Linked DNA regions of Zea mays: region 2 is linked to region 1. The links are chromatin contacts, called in public Hi-C maps. All regions are on one chromosome and are shown on one strand. The core of a region is the stretch at or near the end of the contact, and the rest is flanking DNA. Distances in the headings are between cores, read along the strand shown.

What was found. A called contact is a pair of places that touch in the nucleus more often than the background predicts.
Region 2: a Hi-C map of ear shows a contact between it and region 1, with 1.7 times the contacts expected there. The contact joins the promoter of LOC100273874 here to the enhancer-like site in region 1.

What each region holds. Positions count from the first base shown.
Region 1 is chr9:148,878,829-148,881,563 of Zm-B73-REFERENCE-NAM-5.0, reverse strand. No RefSeq gene overlaps it. Among protein-coding and RNA genes, the nearest start is that of LOC100193815, 6.6 kb to the left of the region's middle. Within about 2 kb of position 1,338, at least 11 of the 20 cell types and tissues checked have an H3K27ac peak or open chromatin away from gene starts, as enhancers often do. A contact at or near this core is called in ear, where this site is marked.
Region 2 is chr9:149,310,175-149,312,874 of Zm-B73-REFERENCE-NAM-5.0, reverse strand. It overlaps LOC100273874 (S-adenosyl-L-methionine-dependent methyltransferase superfamily protein), which reads left to right and starts at 1,428. Exons shown (of 7, transcript NM_001360481.1): 1 at 1,428-1,596. The coding sequence starts at 1,470. LOC100283637 (26S proteasome non-ATPase regulatory subunit 4) reads right to left here and starts at 525. Exons shown (of 11, transcript NM_001156538.1): 1 at 422-525; 2 at 222-335; 3 at 1-103. The coding sequence starts at 433.

The sequences.
Region 1 (2,735 bases), core at 89-2,588:
AATGTGAAACTAATATCATTCTTTTTTCCTGAAAATAGTATTCATTTGTTTATGCCCCCTTTGTAGTTATTTAAAATCTTCTTGGTTCACGTTTTCAATAGATCAGTCCGCAAGAGCAATGAAACAGTAGAAACAAAGCTAAATAAGTTTCGAATAACTGTAAATAGGTTACCAACAGTTAGATAACTTTTTTTAGAAAAAAAAAACTGAAACATTTCACACATTTCCGATTTAAAATAGATTACTTATACATTTTATTGGTTAAAGCATATTTTTGTTATTTTTATAAAATGAAGGCCACCTTTGACACTAGTCAAGGGACCAAATTTGTCCGATTTCAACGGTTGGAGTTGGAGGATGTCTACTACTAGTACCCAGCTTTATAATTTAAGGTTGAAAACCAAACTTATGTGCAAGTTGAGGGTTGAAAAACACACTAATTATAATTTGGACGACGAAACTAGTATCACATGAAACAGAATTAACAGATGTACATAGGGGAATAAGTGGCCTTGGTAGGAGGAGTAAGCACAGTTGTTTTAGTTGTTCCTTTCCATTCGTGTGGTCAGCGCATAGAAATCACCAAAAGCTAGCTACTAGGCCTGAGGCGTGTGGGCCTGTCACCTCCCGCGATTTCTCTATTGCTTTCAGTGAGCTGAGCTGGGAGTACCTCCCCACCCTGAATTCCTGCAGGAGGTAATGGGTTTCAGTGACAAGATGTCAGCTCCGAAGGCAGCAGGGTGACCATCTGTTTTGCCGACAGCTATCGCAGAAAAGAGGAGCCGCATCTGCTCTAGACAGGCTAGGGGCATGCCCCAGCATACAAGATTTTTTTTTTGGTAAAAGCCGTCACGTACTGGTTACTAGTTAGATAACAGAAAATGTCTTGACTTGATAATTTGTCCATGTTTTCATGAATTTGTCGCGATTTTGAACACAACATGTTTCTGCTACGTCCCTTTAGTTTGTTCCATGCTCAAGTACATGTAGTATATGAAGGAACGCTAACAAACATTGATAAGGTCCCCCGTTCATGTTACTTTGTTATTTTGCCATAAGATGCTAGTGAACAAAGCCATGCATGTCTGCAGCGAGCCAAATCTATGGGCTATGGTACAGTGCAGCCAGTAACAATATTATATAATCAATGCTGAGGCGACTGATACACCTGAATGATTGGACGAAGGGTGCATGCAGATGGAGCAGGGACCGGTACACCTGGAGGACGGGACACTTTTTCTGAACCAAATCCAGACTCCCACCCACCCCAGCCCAGTTCTATTGGCAGTGCAGGGCACTTCAAGTCTTCAGTGTGGGGAACAAGAAGAGAACCTACTCTACTCACTTCCTAAAAGTTTTCACTTTTCAGCAGTCAGCACTGCAGTTCGGTACACCCCTACATGCATGGGCCCAATAGAGGGCGCGTGCGAGACTGAAAAAAAAAACAAAGGCAAGCACGTGCAGTGCCCCATTCTGTCCTGTGCACTGCTGACAGTCAAACCCTCAGCAGCTAGAGGAAGAGTATATATGCATGGTCTTGTTTACACGACTAGCTAGAGCTGTGAAATCTAGAGCTCCACAGTGCCCATGGATGTTTATTCCTCATTCATGCATGCATGTGAAGAGAGGCTAGAGATTTGACAGTGATTAGTTTAATGCGGAGGAGACTTGGGATGTTCACACTGCCCACTGCTCCCAAAGAGATCTGAATTAGGACCCAAGGGAACTCCGACCGAGGAATAAACAAGCTAGCCTGGGGTACTAGATGCTTTTTTGATGCAAACATTCGAAGGAACTGAAGAAAAGAGACGTACGCTGAAAGAATAGTAGTACTATATATATACTCTTTTATACATGTTTCGGGGAAGTGAAACTCTCCTGTTGCTTATATATTATATTATATACCCTGCCATTATGCCTCCACACGCTTGGACATGTTACATGACAAGAAAGAAGTCAACACGGAGTTGCACGTCAATTCTTGCTTGCTCATCTGTTATTGTTCATTCAATTGGAGGTTTGTTTAATCCCAGCTACTAGTACTAGTTCAGCACGAGGCTTCAAGTTTTTACACTTCCCCTGCAGCAGTACATGTCGCTGCATAGCCTGCTACAGCGCTCCTTATGCTATCTCCAACACATTTTCTATCTCATTTTCTATCTCACCTCCTATTCAAAATTTCATTCTACAAACAATGCTATATACAGTGCAACGATCTGTTGGAGACAGTCTTACAGGCGCATATATACATGCATGTACTGTCAGCAGCATGGAAGCTGGAATCAACGAGTCTGATGCGTAGATGTCCCAGAAGCTGAAACGACGACACCAGATTTGGCTCTAGCTAAGCTTCTGTGCGGTTGCTGACACGCAAGAGTAATCCTGCCATTATTCCTGTTGCTTCCCACGCTAGCCCAAACGCGCGCGGGAAGCATGCGGCAAGCACGTGTGCGTGCCCCCGGCCCGTTCCATCCATCTCTCCGAGTTCCTACCCAATAGGAAGGAGGAGATGTTCTTTCGATGGCAGATGAACTTGATACCTGACGGGGACTCCGGAGCTGAAACCTAAGCGCAGGACTGCGCCAGGCCACCGGCATGGCGTGGCGTCGGCTTTCAGTCTGTGCATGCTTCGTGTCAGAGCGTGACGCTTCGCCGTCCAAGAACTGCCTGATAGTCTCCATCAGCTTATTAGTGCCCGGGCAAACAAGCAGAATTCTGATGCACAAGGGGTGAAT
Region 2 (2,700 bases), core at 179-2,678, 430 kb before region 1:
GCATACAGGCGAGAATCTTCCCGAGGTCGCTGGTGGGAGTGACAAGCACGCGGACGCCCTTCCCGGCCATCGTCATCACGCCTACTGTGTTCTCCGGGTTCGACTGCACCCACTCAACAACCAGAAGCAATCAGATCCGGAATCCCAGAAACCCTAGCCCACAGGAAACATCGAAAGTTCGATCGATTGAATAGGTGGATGGAGAGACCGCCGGTTGGCACCTGGGTCTTGGCACCGCATATGAGGTTGACGGCATCGGCCTGCGCCTGGAACCGCGACGGGGCGTAGTCGCCGTTCCGCATCCACTCCGAGTTGTCTATGCAGATCATCGTCGCCTGCAGGGGAAAGCCAATCGAGGGGAGGAGATTAGTTGGGGATCGAGTTCACGGAGCGAGAAACGGCAGCAGGGCGCATGTCGTACCTCGAGCACCATGTCGCCGCCGCTGTCAGGGAAGGGCTTGCGCTGGTTTGCGGAGCAAGAGAAGAGAAACAACTTGGGAAAGGCTCAGGTGAGCTCTCTCTCCTAGACGCCCGACCGCGAGAAATTCGCTTGATGCACAGTGGTAGCAGGTAACAGACCACCGAATGCGGGCCCTTTCGTAATTCAACTTAGCACAGCACTTTTGGGCCCAGTCCGTGAGAATGTGAGATCTATAGGCCCAAAAAACTCCTGGAAGCCCAACATGCGCGGCGGCTGCGCCTCTGGCGAGTGGCGACTGGCGATGTGAGCCGAGAGAACAGAGAAGCCGAGCTCGATCCGCCAAAGAAGGCGGCGTTATCGATCCCTGCAACTGCAAGCTCTAAGGTCCTGTTAGAGAACAAAGTTTTTGAAAACCACAGTTTTTAAAATACTATAATATACTTTAGCCATGATAATACCGTAGTTTACAATACCGCAGTTTTGAAAACTGAGGTCCAGACCTAAGTTTAGAATACCTTAGAGCATCTCCAACAACGTGACCTATAAAAATACCTTATAATTTAAAAATAAGTAAATTTTATATAATTTAGGGCACCAACAAAGCACCCCGCTCCAACAGTAAAGCCTCAAATCTAGATTATAGGGCAGCTCACTACGGTGTAGTATATTTGAGGCATTTGAGAGGATGCCCTATAGTTTTTTGACAAAATTTGTTGAATTGAGTCACTGTTGGAGTGATTTTTCCTGTGTAGAGCCCTATATTTCAATTTGAGGCACTAGTTTAAGGCATTGTTGGAGATGCTCTTAAGACAACTATAGTATTTGCAATACTTCAGTTTTGAAAACAGAGATTTTAGTCAGCTTGTCAAACACCATTCTGTATATAATACTGCAGTATTTGAGAATACTGCAGTATTTTTCCAAAACTGTGAAAAAACTTCACTCCCAAACACCCCCTAAATCCGAATGACCAAATCGAACTAGTCCTCAATATCTCTCAGGTGCTCGCCACGAACAAACGTGACGCATCTCGAGCTCCGAGCCTCCGATGGACTCTTCCTCTCCATCCCCATCGTCAGCGCCCAGTGGATCCCGTGCCGCCTCCAATGCCACCCAGCGGTGGAGCATCCTTCGCCGCGCGCTGCTTGCTCGTTCCTCCTCCGCGCGCGCCCTAGGTTCCGCCGATTCCTTCCCTTATTTACCCCATGCAACATTTGCGTCCGCTTTGTTTTGTCGTTCATTCGCATCCGCTTCATCTTCGTCCGTCGAGCGATTCAAGAAGACGGGAAGACGTGCCTGTATAACAAGGCAGAAGGCAGCTTGCTCCTGCAAACAAGGAAGGCCCAAACGCTGCTCCTTGTGTTGTGGATTTTAGTTCAAGGCGATTAGTTTTGTGTTGAGATTTGAGCTGTTGGCCCTCTACTACACAATTAGGGGATGTTTGGGGCTACTGATGATAATGGGAACATTGGCATTTTGAGCCATCCTTGACTTTTCAGTAACGGTGAAAGCAAAATCCGTGCAGTAGTGATCCATTTCAGCTTTTAGCTCCCGTGTTTTGTGCTTGAACAATTCTGATCAAATGGTTTTAAATGCTCAGGAATATATATCGTCGCATGTCATGTTGATAGGTTACTGGGTTAATGTTAAAGCCTTAAGGGAGTTACTGCAATCTGATTTGGACTGAATACCTTAGCTTCAATGTGATGTTTAGGATTATTGTTTGAATAGTATATACTTTTGGAAATTATGTTAGTGCACATTTAAAATTAGTGTTTACCATGAAAGTGTAGGTGTAGCATGCACATTTAACCAGCGAAATAGAGTAAAGTGCGCTGACGGTCCCTAAACTTGTTCAAGTGGGTGTCAAGTCGGTCCCTAAACTCTCATAATGGCCGATTAGGTCCCTAAACATTGTTTCGATGTCATTTTAGTCCAATCGGCCGAGAATACGACCTGGTTAGCTGACGTGGTCTTGCCACCGTGTCGTCCACGTCGCACGACATGATTGGAGCAGGACGCGGCAAGGACCAGGCGGCGGCCATGTGGCAAAGCCGTGCCACGTGGACAACACGGAGGCAAGGCCACGTCAGCTACCCAAGTCTTGTTCACAGCAGATTGGACTAAAATGACATCAAAATAATGTTTAGGGACCTAATCTGTCATTCTGACACACCTGAACAAGTTTAGGGGCCGCCATTGCACTTTACTCCAGCCAAATATCATTATAAATGTTAGACTGTGTGTGTGAGTGGATCAGCACCACCGTTGGGCTGCCG